2 separate regions of the Mus musculus genome follow, and region 1 is linked to region 2. The links are chromatin contacts, called in public HiChIP or PLAC-seq maps. All regions are on one chromosome and are shown on one strand. The core of a region is the stretch at or near the end of the contact, and the rest is flanking DNA. Distances in the headings are between cores, read along the strand shown. Region 1 holds the start of Edil3 (EGF-like repeats and discoidin I-like domains 3). Region 2 has its middle 220 kb from the start of Gm34526.

What was found. HiChIP or PLAC-seq counts read pairs in DNA pulled down with a chosen protein or histone mark.
Region 1: a contact with region 2 is called in an H3K27ac HiChIP or PLAC-seq map of VIP interneurons, with 24 times the contacts expected there. The contact joins the promoter of Edil3 here to the enhancer-like site in region 2. A contact is called at or near these places in 3 of 39 promoter capture datasets (cranial neural crest, frontonasal cranial neural crest and hippocampal neurons), 2 of 484 Hi-C or Micro-C datasets (cerebral cortex and cortical neurons) and 2 of 115 datasets of contacts at active chromatin or transcription factors (VIP interneurons and forebrain).

The regions. Positions count from the first base shown.
Region 1 is chr13:88,817,793-88,823,882 of GRCm38.p6, forward strand. It overlaps Edil3 (EGF-like repeats and discoidin I-like domains 3), which reads left to right and starts at 3,680. Exons shown (of 11, transcript NM_001037987.3): 1 at 3,680-4,256. The coding sequence starts at 4,190.
Region 2 is chr13:85,816,816-85,823,271 of GRCm38.p6, forward strand. No RefSeq gene overlaps it. Among named protein-coding and RNA genes, the nearest start is that of Gm34526, 220 kb to the right of the region's middle. Within about 2 kb of position 2,411, at least 3 of the 459 cell types and tissues checked have an H3K27ac peak or open chromatin away from gene starts, as enhancers often do. A contact at or near this core is called in VIP interneurons, where this site is marked.

The DNA of each region.
Region 1 (6,090 bases), core at 2,430-4,929, 3.0 Mb after region 2:
ACTATTCCTTATTGAATTCCAACTTCAGTGAGAGTCTCATGAAATATCATACAAGAGATCACTAGACTCGTTCCTGACAGGATGTGTATTTCCTTATGAAGCCTATTGTGCCTGGCCTCCACTGTTAATTGTTTTCTCAAGATTCTTGCCTTCCAAGCTTCCTCCATTCAGCCCCTACCTAGCAAGCTACAGTCTTTCTACCTCACAGTCTTTCTCATTGAAGAAACGTGTGATAACTAAGGTTTATCATAGCTTCGGCTCCACTTCGAGGCAGCGATTTTATGTGTCACTTTCCTTTATCCTGCTGCTGTGATAAAATACCGGACAAAAATGGCGTGAAAAGGTGAAATGGTTTATTTCAGCTTATAGTTCAAAGTGTTATCATGACACTGTGATGGGGGGGGGGGGGCTCATAGCAGGATGAGTTTGACCCAAGTAGTCATACCACTTCCACAGGCAAGAAGCATAAGCTGAAAGATAATTCAGTTCATGATCTCTTTTTATCCATAGAGTCATGGATCCTAGACTAGGGAGTGATGTCACTCACAATTGAAAAGTCTTCTCACCTCAATATAACCAAAATAACCTGTCACAAACATGTCCAGCGTACCAGTTCTCTGGTGGCGATTCTAGATTTCATCAAGTTGACAAGTGAGATTAATTACCACGTTCATAGCAGGAAAGAAATATTCAGTTCCTAGCAAAAATCAATAATCTTTCTGCATTTTCTCATTTGATTGTTTTCTTTCTACTTATTGTTCCTTTCCTTGTAGTGTTAAACCTACATTATATTAACAGGTATGTTAAAGAATAGCTTGTTATAATGCCTATAACAACCACCACCACCAACACCAACACCACCACCACCACCACAACAACAACAAAAGTTTGCAAAATGCTGGATTAACCACTTTTCAAAAACCTTCTTAACCACAGGACCTTCAGAGAATTTAATATGCAAATATTCCTCAAGGATGCCAAGACGCTTCATTAATATACAGTGTTCCCCAAATCATTTGTCCATGTAATACTATTATTTTTCTTTCCCAAGAAACCTTTCAACATCCTAAGGATAAGAATATCCATAGAAAACAATTTAAGAAATGCCATTTTCATGTGATATATAGATCATTTTTAGTATTTTAGGCACAGATTTGGAGAAGCTGTAAAACCATAGGGTGGATCATATGTGATTAGTAAAGGTCTCTTAGCACTTTATGTTCAGGAAAAAATTCATAGCAGCATTTTGTCCTTTTACCCTTTCTTTGTTTTTCAGACATTTTCTATATTCCATGTGGGAAAGGGCTGTATATATGTACACAGCCTTGTCTAAGTGTACCAACAGTGAAATGAACTCTACAAATGTAATTGATGGTAAGGCTTATTTGTAGATGTCCAGTATAAATAAGCAGGAAGGAAGAAGTGATATCAGGCAGGCACTGTTGTGTTTAAGCTTTATACCATCTTTGGATAGAAAATAAGAATTTTGTACAGAGCTACAAAATTGGCAACACCTTTCAAAGGTGATACAACACTTCATAAAGAGTGTCCTTTATAGTCCTCACCTCAGTTGTTTGGACATAGATTATGTATTTTGATGTGGCTTTATGTCTATCGGAGTATTTAAAAAGCAAAGCAAATGAACAAGGAACCCATTTTTGTAAAAAGGAAATGTCTAATAGTCTAGATTTTGACAAAAAGTTAACATTTTGACATGCTTCTTAGTATTACATATTATTGGTAAAGTGGAAATTGTAAATAAAATAAAGCAAACACAATGTTTATCCTATCGTCTCCTGTTGTCTAGCTCATCATACAGTACAGGCTGAGGTCCTGCACTTTAGGATTTGCCAGAATCCTTTGGAAGGGATCCCTGAAAGATAACTTGTCATTTTCCAAGTTGGAGACGGTCTTTGGAAAACACATATCACAGCAGGAGTGCACATTCAGAGTTAAACTGAAGTGACATACAAGGAAGCAGCATTGGTAATTGACTAGAATGGACTTACAACTCTAAACAATACTCTCCTTAACCAAAAGGGCTGGGTTTAAACAGAAAGTACTACAAGGAAGTGACTCTTCCTTTCCTTGACAAGACAATTTTTTTCCTTTTTTTTTTTTTTTTTTGGTTGTTTTTTGTTGTTGTTATTTTATTTCTTTACATTTCAAATGTTATCTCCCTTCCCAGTTTCCTTCCTGAAAACCCCATATTCGGTCCCCCAGCCCTTCTGGCTCCCCCACCCAACCACCCACCAACTCCTGCCTCACCATTCTAGCATTCCCCTACACTGGGGGCATTGAGCTTTCACAGGACCAAGGGCTTCTCCTCGCATTGATACCTAACAAGGCCCTTCTCTGCCACATATATGGCTGGAGTCATGGGTCCCTCCATGTGTATTCTTTGGTTGATGGTTTAATCCCTGGGAGCTCTGGTTAGTTTTTTAAACATGTATTGTCACCCTCTCACTCAGCATGGGAAACATGTTTTATTGTGGTTGGTGTTTTGCCCATATTACACATTACTTCTCTCTCTTGCCCTCATTTGGTTTTATTTCTCAATTGGTTTGCATGTCCTCCCACCCTTGATATCACTCCAGACAGAGAGATGGTACAAGATGAGGTTCCAAGGACTTGAGGAAGAAATAAAGAAGTTTCATGGTTGTCTCCTTTCAGCATCTAATCCTGAGAGTGACAATTTTCTTCATTTCTTCAGTTTCTCTACGCATGTGTTTATATCCTCCTATCTCCCTTCCTAATGGTGACTCGGGGAGGGCAGAGAACCCTGTTTCATTTTGGTACTTGGTACCACAGGAATTGAATCTACAGTAAGCAATCATTCTAACTGAAAAACAGGGGAGAAAGTACAATTGTAAGCCAGAGGCTTTATTTTCAGTTCAATCACTTTCAGTGCAAAATAAGCCCATTTATTTTAGTTTTGGTGAAGAACAGCGAAATTTGATCCACCTGAGTGATGTGTCAAGAATCTGCTCTTTCCTCTGTTTTTCTATGACTTCCTTCATGTGAAACAGATGTCCTGCTTACATGCCTCCCACTTGCTTATGCCCTTTCTCCACTGAGAGCAGATGAGCCCACAACCTTTCTCTTCAGCCCTGAGCAAACTGATTTGCAGGCAGAACAACAGAGCAGCAGCCTGTCTTGCCTGTCTGGCTCCTGACTAAATCGTGACTCCTGAGAAACTGAGACTTCTTTTAGCAGTCTTGGGTCTCACCAAGCTTGAGGCTCCTAGAGCCACTTTGTGAAATCTCTTAACTTCCTTTCCTGGCAGTCCTGAAGTTCAGTGGACTCTTTTGTACACTTAACCATAAAACCAAACCTGGAACCAACACTTTCGGACATCTATCGTATTCCCTTAACCTTAGAGTTTGCATCTTAGGTGGAGAAGATGTGGAACTTAGCAGATAGTGGCAGGTATCAGTCAGGGTGTGGCTGCGGCTGCCTCCCTTTCTCTTCCAGCAGAAGGAGCCACCTTCCAAAGCTGGGGGAGAGAGAGAGAATGGGGGGGAGAGGAAGAGAGAGGGAAGGAGGGAGAGAGAGAGAGAGAGAGAGAGAGAGAGAGAGAGAGAGAGAGAGAGAGAGAGAGAGAGAGAGAGAGAGAGATTGGAGAAGGCAATAAGAAGAGGGAGGGTAGGGGGGCGGGCCGCCGGGGGCGCCCAAAGCCAGCTAGGCTCAGTCTCACACGCGCGCCGCCACTGTTTGTACACAGTGCGCTCCTGGCCTCAGGCTCGCTCCCCTCCAGCTCTCGCTTCATTGTTCTCCAAGTCAGAAGCCCCCGCAGCCGCCGCGGCAGCAGCGTGAGCCGTAGTCACTGCTGGCCGCTTCGCCTGCGGTGCGCGCACGGAAATCGGGGAGCCAGGAACCCAAGGAGCCCGCGCTCCGCCCGCTGTGCCTCTGCTAGGACCCACTCGCAGCCCCAGCCTCTCTCAAGCGCACCCACCTCCGCGCACCCCAGCTCAGGCGAAGCTGGAGTGAGGGGTGAATCACCCTTTCTCTAGGGCCACCACTCTTTTATCGCCCTTCCCAAGAATTTGAGGAAGCGCTGCGGGAGGAAAGACGTCCTCTTGAATCTCTGACAGGGCGGGGTTTACTGCTGTCCTGCAGGGCCGCCTCGCCTACTGTGCCCTCCGCTACGACCCCGGACCAGCCCAGGTCACGTCCGTGAGAAGGGATCATGAAGCACTTGGTAGCAGCCTGGCTTTTGGTTGGACTCAGCCTCGGGGTGCCCCAGTTCGGCAAAGGTGAGGTGGCTGGGCAGGGGTCCCTGGATGAGGGACGGGCGGGGAGCACCTTTGGAAATGCCGCTCAAGGGGCCACAGTGGGTCCTCAGTGCGTGCACGGCGTGAGGAGCGCTACGAAAGAGGCGATGCTCCCTGGATACCCTGCCAAAGTGCTAGCAAAGTCCGTGTGGAGTGCCCCAGGCTGAGCCTGGGAAGAGGGTGCGATCTAGAAAATAAGAAGATTGAGGGGGTGTGAAGGGGTTGTCTTCCTAGGCTTTTTTTTTGCTAGTGATTCCCTGCGCGACCCCTGACTAGCAAATATCAATGTTCTTGGCCGATGACAGCGGACAGGGTTGTGAGGTTGTGATAGAGACCTGACAGAGCTAAGTGTGCTGGGCCATCATCTAGTAGGTGCTAGAATAGCCTGGATAACCACCGGGCGGTAAGCTGGATGCAGTGCTCTGGTGCAGGGACAGGGGTGGGGGTGGGGGTGGGGGCTAAGGGGTCTGTCAACCTGGACCCGATATTGAGAGTTCATACTGCCAATGAGAAAGAGAGAGGTCTACTAAGTCGCTAGCTTTCTCCCCAACCCTCCTCTTGGGCGCGTGACTTCAATTACAACAGCTCAAACAACTCTCTTCTCCTCCAACCCCAGGGGGCTTGAGCATTATTTTGTACTCCCTCTGGGTAAGACCTTAACTCTTGGTAATAGATGGCTGTGATGTGCAAACCAACCTTCATGCGTCCCTGGCCCAGGAGCCAAAAAGTTGTTCAGATTTGTCTACCTGTGCCTTTCATGGTTTGCATGTAAATAGGAAACTAGCATACAAAACAAAACCTAAAATTTTAAAATCAGTGAGTCTCCGGGTGAGTTGTTTAGGTGACTTTCAGGTCCTTTTGAGAGATTAGGCTTTGTCAATATAAAACCTGGTCAGAAACCTTTGTCTGCATATCAGCGGGTACTGAATTGGAGCCAGGAAGCCAAAGAGAGAGAAGGGGTTTCCAGATATTGGGTGGCTGTGCCCTTTCTGCGTTTGTGAGTACAGAAGGCCCTTCTGAGAGAGATTTACTAGAATCCTCCACAGATAGCAGTAAGTAGAGAGCTGATAAGCTACAAGGATTTGAAACGTTGTGGCTCTAGAAGTATTTGGAATTAAAAAAAAATGCTTTGACTCGAATCCATTTGAGATTAGACTAGGCATTGCATGGATACTCTACGCTACACCTATGCACTACCTATGTATGCGCTTCGGAGGGATGGACTGTTGGGGACTATCCTTCAGAAACCTGTGTTGCAGCCAGATGCCAATCTCTTTGGGACTCAAGTGGTGGGTAGTTCTGGTCTTCTCAGCTCCCCAGGATGTGACTGTTTTTCCAGGGGTGTAGGTGTGTGGGATCTATTCCAAACCTGCTCTGATAGTTGCCTCGCTGAGGCAGCCACTCCAGTGAAGGTTAGCATATGGAAATGTTTTCGGAGTGGGTCGCCTAGACTCCAGTGGTAAGGAAAGAACAGGCTTCCAAAGCTGATATTTCCTGGTTTTTTTTTTTTTTTTTTTTTTTTTTTTAAATTTCTTGTCTGAATTCCCTCTGCACTTTGATGCCTTAGCTGGTAGGGAACTGTAAGAACCACAGGCACTCCCCTCTCCTCCTATCCCCGCCTCTGTTCCCACCCCAAATAGGAACACACACATACACTCGCGAGCGCGCGCGCACGCACACGCACACACACAAACACACACACACACACACACACACACACACGCGCTCGTGGGTGCACTCACAAGCACCTACTAGGCAACTCCTCTGCCACTAAGTGACCCTTACCAATGGTGACTGGAAAGCTAGAGGACCTATT
Region 2 (6,456 bases), core at 1,161-3,660:
TTTTGGGATCAACTCCACTCATGTTTTTCAGGACCCACATGAAGACCAAGCTGCAATCTACTACATATATATATATATATATGTAGCAGCCACATATATATATGTGGCAGCTTAGGTCCAGTCCTTGTGTGTTCTTTGGTTGATGGTTCAGTCCCTGAGTAACCCAAGGGTCCAGGTTAGTTGACTCTGTTGGTATTCATGTGGAGCTCCTATCCCTTTCGGGCCCACAATTCTTCCTCTTATTCTTCCATAAGAGTCCCCAAGTTCCATGCCATGTTTGGCTGTGGGACTCTATATTTGAGACAGCTGCTGGGTGGAGCCTCTCAGAAGACAGCCATGCTAGACTCCTGTTTGCAAGAATAACAGAATATCATTAATAGTGTCAAGGGTTGATGTTTACCTATGGGATGGGTCTTTAGATGAGCTAGTTATTGGTTGGCCATTCCCTCTGTTTCTGTGTCATCCCCCATCCCTGCATTTCTTGTACATAGGATAAATTTTGTGTCTTATGTTTTGTGGGTGGGTTGGTGTTCCTATTGTTTCACTGGGATTCCTGCCTGGCTACAGAAAGTGGCCTCTTCTGATTCCAGGTCTCCAAGGTTGTGAGTCATAGCTAAGGTCATGACCATTGGCTCTTTGGTGCTTCCTTTTGCTGGTCTCTGTCTTTTCCTGGATATACCCCCACTCCCTACCCTGTCACTTACAGACTTCCATTCATTTTCATGGCCATCTGGCAATCTCTCCTGTTCTTCCCCATACCTGATCCTGAATTCCTCATTCCCATCTACATCTCTCTCACCTAGTGTCCTTGCTTTATCTGTCTCTTATCCTTGCTAGTGCCTTACTTCTTGTCTAGTTTCTATGTGTCTGTGGAATATAGAATGGTTATCATGTATTTTATGGCTAAAACCCACTTAAACGTACATACCATAAAATGTCATTTGGGGACTGGGTTAATTCAATATTCTCAAGTTCCATCCGTTTGCCTGAAAAAAAATCATGATGTGTTTGTTTCTCTGTAGTGAAATAATATTCTGTTGTGTAAAATTTCCTTATCCATTGTTTAGTTGAGGGACATCTAGGTTGTTTCCAGTTTCTGGTTATTCTGGCTAAAACTGTTATGAACATAATTAAGCCAATGTCTTTGTGGGATGTTGGAGTATCTTTTGGGTATATGCTCTAGTCAAGCTAGGACTTGAGATAGAGCTATTCATAGTTTTCTGAGAACCCATCAAACTCATTAGAAGCAGCACTCTTAAGGAGTTAGAACCTGCCTATATTTGGTGAGCAATACATTTGGTATAAATGAATTTCTTCAAAAATACTTTGAGCATTTATAAAAGGTTTCCATAAATGTTCAAGTTCTCATTTATTTATATACCTTGAAATTTGGAAATCACCGATAAATATCTGCAGAATTCTATGAAAGTGGCCACTTATTAATATACCATTAATGCCCACTAAGGTTTTATGTAGAGTCTTCATAATATAATCCCTATTTTATTATTTATGAGATGAAGAGGAGAAAGCATAAAAGGGTAAACTTCATTATTTTAGTTTCAGACATGATATATTTCTATTCCTATCTCATTTTCCTAAAATACTATTTTATAATGTTTCTTAGGAAGTTAATATATTTCAATGGAACCCTATTATTTTAAAGCTGATTCCTATTCTCCTTCTCTTACAGTCTCTACTGTATATATTTAATCTTTTTCTTTTCATAATTATTCCATAAGAAAAGTAGTAGTATTTTTCTGGTGAGAAGGACATGGTAATTTATGTTGTATAAAATCAACCTAGATGCTATGAATGGAGGAAGCCTTTTCAGCTTGTCTGCACTTGTCTAACTATAATAGAACACGAGACAACAGTTTTTTCTTTCTTGTTGTGGAGTCTCTTATGTCAGCAATTTTCACTGTGCATGCAGCTGAAGAGTACCAGAGCCAACCATATCTATCACAAGTACCATGGCAGCAGAACTTGATTAGATGCCATCTGATTTTGCAATGAAATTGCTGTTCCCTTCAGAAATTCATGGAACTAGGAGTGCTATAAAATGGTTTCTTCACTCATGTCAAGCACATTCTTGACACATAGTACAAATTTAAATGGATATTAGACCCTTGCTCCTTGTGGCTCTCCTCAGTTAGTTTCAGAGCATAAAACTATAACATTCACAATTGTGATTTATTGTTCTTTGATACATGGAAACAACTAATGAGATAAATGACAAAAACATGATCCCTATTTTATTATTAATGTGACGAAGAGGAGAAAGCATTAACTTGAAAATGGAGTTTGTATGTCTAGAACTTTTTAACTCTAATGCCATCGTAAACTAGTGATAGAAAAGTTATCTTTGCAACATGCCACCTCACTGCCCCCAACCCACTGCCCCTCGTGAAGCTGATCGTTGTTTTATGCTGAGTGACACAGAAAAGAATAACAGACAACCAGTCAAGATCTGTTGAGCACATTTATTGTTCAGTGACAAAACTGAAATCACTTTGCTAACAGTTGACTTTCCACTGAACTCTGAAAGAAGTAAGCAATTACTTGGTTCATGCTTTTTAGTAGACTGAATGCTTGCTTAGTTTATTTTAAGCTTCCAGATTTGATCTGTCACAGCAGGAATGATAATACCCCTAAGTAATTATGGCATTTGTCATTTGTTGTTCTATTGTATATTTCTCTAAACTCCAGATGAAAAATAAATCTTCTTTGAGTGCTCCATATATAAACTATTTGGTAACAGCAATAGCAGAAAGAATTACTCAGTACTGACTAACAAGAATAATGCTAGACTTCTTCCCTTTGCAGTACTCAGCATAAAGTTACATACCAAATTAAATCCAGGTAGACTCATCTGAAACAAATGTGCTTCAGATATGTGCTTAAATGCTTAAACACAAGTAAATAAGTTGCTCAATGCCACTCATTATTGAAAACCAAATGGTTTACTTGTTTTTGAATCTCAGAATTTCATTTTTCTTTCTTTTTTAATCAGTTTTTAAGACAATAGATTGCTTGTTTTTGAACATAAAATCATAATTTAAACATTTTCCTTGATAACTATCTAAATTAAAAAATTGTTTAATCTATAAACACAGCTAGTGATTATTTTTCTGTTACATGAGGGAAAGATAAATTTGTAAAACCAATTGACTCCCTTTCCCTGTTAGAACATTAAATTTAATTTTATAAATGAATGCTATAGGATATTGGTCACCAGGAGGATGAAAAAAATCATTGAATCACAAATTAGTAAGAAAAAAATAAAGCAAGGAAAGCGCTTTTATTAAAGGAGCTGCTTCTGATGCTTTTGCTGGCTTTTAGGAGTCATGTCTTCCTACCGGATTGCCTTATCCATCCTTAATATGAGAGGAGGTGCTTAATTTTATTGGAATTTGATATTCCAAGTTTGCTTGATGTTCCCAGGAGGCTTGAACTTTTCTGAGGGGACAAAGAGGAGGGCTGTCTGGTGAGGAAGGAAGAGCAAAGGATGGATGTAGTTGGGTGTAGAAGGAGGGAAGGGAAAATGTGGTTGGGATGTAATATATGAGAAAATAATAACAGTAAAAAAGAAAAGAATGAATGACAGAATTTCAGTTGCATCTAAAGTAATATCCGTAAAACTTAATACTAACATTGCAGTTTCTAGGTCTGTAAATTGCTATTAACTAATAGACACACAGGTTCAGATTAATAAGATGAATAAGTTTGGTAGATGTGGTATATGGTGTCTCCACTCATTTACATTTTAAAGAAGATTCATCTCCTTTTATGTGCCCAGATAAATGTTTTCAAAAGATAAACTTACTTTGAGGCATATACATAGGTGGTAGTACGGACATTTTCCAAAGAGAATTGTCAGTTACAAAAGGAAAAAGATCAGGTGTGTGTCGAAAACTATGATATTGTAGAAGAATGTGAATTGATCCATTCTTATCTCCTTGTACAAAGCTCAAGTCTAAGTGGATCAAAGACCTCCACATAAGACCAGAGACACTGAATTTTATAGAGGAGAAAGTGGGAAAAAGCCTTGAAGATATGGGCACAGGGGAAAACTTTGTGAACAGAACTGCAATGGCTTGTGCTGTAAGATCAAGAATTGACAAATGGTTCCTCATAAAATTGCAAAGCTTCTGTAGGGCAAAAGATACTGTCAATAAGACAAAAAGGCCACCAAAAGATTGGGAAAGGATTTTTACCAAACCCAAATCTGACAGAAGACTAATATCCAATATATACAAAAAGCTCAAGAAGATGAACCCCAGAAATACAAATAACACCATTAAAAATTGGGGTACAGATCTAAACAAAGAATTCTCAACTGAGGAATACCAAAGGGCTGAGAAGCACTTGAAAAAATGTTCATCATCCCTAATCATCAGGGAAATGAAAATCAAAACAACCCTGAGATTCCATCTCACACCAGTCAGAATGGCTAAGATCAAAAATTCAGGTGACAGCAGATGCTGGCGTGGATGTGGAGAAAGAGGAACACTCCTATATTGCTGGTGGGATTGCAAGCTTGTACAACCACTCTGGCAATCAGTCTAGCGATTCCTCAGAAAATGGACATAGTACTACTGGAAGATCCAGCAATACCTCTCCTGGGCATATACCCAGAACATGTTCCAACTGGTAATAAAGACAAGTGCTCCACTATGTTCATAGCAGACTTATTTATAATAGTGAATGTAGTAGTTCTTAATATTGTCTCTATTAAACAGAAATAGAAATTTTCTGATAATGCTATTCCCTACCTAATAGAAAAATGCCATTTTAACTTTAAAAGAATAATGTTTATCTGATATTTATTGGATTTTTGAAAGACAAAAAATTGTTTCTGAAATTATATCAAATTATTAAGGTTACTAGATATAAAACAGCAGCATCATGTATTTATATTCATATGAATATATTTTATTCACATACAAATAAAAGTCAGATCATTATGCTTACACTTCATATACTTTATCATCTGCCCAACACCTAAAATGAGTATCTTCAAGCTCACAACAAAACTGAAAGGAATATGAATATTTCCCATATATCCCTTTCTGCCATAGAATCTTAGAATCACCCACTGTCAATATCCATCAGAATGGAACAATCATGAATCTACAATGATATGTCATATTATCCAGAGACCATAGTGACATCTGGCTAAACTTTTTTTATTAGAGAAATTTTTTTTATTTACATTTCAAATGTTACCCACTTTCCTGGTTTCCCTTCTGAAAACCCCCATTCCCTCCCGCCTCCCCTTGCTCACCAACCCATCTACTCCCACTTCCTGGCCCTGGCATTCCCCTACACTGGGGCATAGAGCCTTCATAGGACCAAGGGCCTCTCCTCCCATTGATGAATGACTAGGCCATCCTCTGCTACATATGCAGCTGGAGCCAGGGGTCCAACCATGTGTATTCTTTGGTTCGTGGTTTAGTCCCTGGAAGCTCTGAGGGCACTGGTTAGTTCATATTGTTGTTCCTCCTATGGGGCTGCCAACCCCTGCAGCTCTTTGGATCCTTTCTCTAGCTCCTTCATTGGGAACCCTGTGCTCAATCCCATGGATGGCTGTGAACATCCATTTCTGTATTTGTCAGGCACTGGCAGAGCCTCTCAGCAGACAGCAATATCAGGCTCCTGTCAGCAAAATCTTGTTGATATCCTTAATAGTGTCTGGGTTTGGTGGTTGTATATGGGATGGATCCTCAGGTGGGGCAGTCTCTGGATGGTCATTCCTTGAGTCTCTGCTCCACTCTTTTCTCTGTAACTCCTTTCATGGGTATTATGTTCCCCCTTTTAAGAAGAATCAAAGTATTCACACTTTGGTCTTCCTTCTTCTTGAGTTTCACTTGGTTTGTGAATTGTATCTTAGGTATTCTGAGCTTCTGGGCTAATATTCACTAATTACTGAGTGCATATCATGTGTGTTCTTTTATGGTTGGGTTTCCTCTCTCAGGATGATAATCTCCAGATGCATCCATTTGTCTAACAATTTCATGAATTCATTGTTTTTAATAACTGAGTAGTACTTCATTATGTAAATGTACCACATTTTCTGTATCCATTTCTCTGTTCAGGGACATCTGGGTTCTTTCCAGCTTCTGGCTATTACAAATAAGGCTGCTATGAGCACAGTGGAGTATATATTGTTATTACATGTTGGAGCATCATCTGGATATATGCCCAGGAGTGGTATTTCTGGTTCTTCAGGTAGTACTATGTCCAATTTTCTGAGGACTGAATTAACTTTTAATGATACATATTTTTTATGTTTAGACACACATATATTATGGTATGTGTATGTTTTTAATGAGTTATGTATTTTAAATGCAGAAAATACTCTGACAATATATTAGATAAAAATCTTTTCTTATGGTTTACCTTATCTTTTCATCCTTCTGTGTCATAAAGTCTTATGCTATGTGAAGGCATTATTCC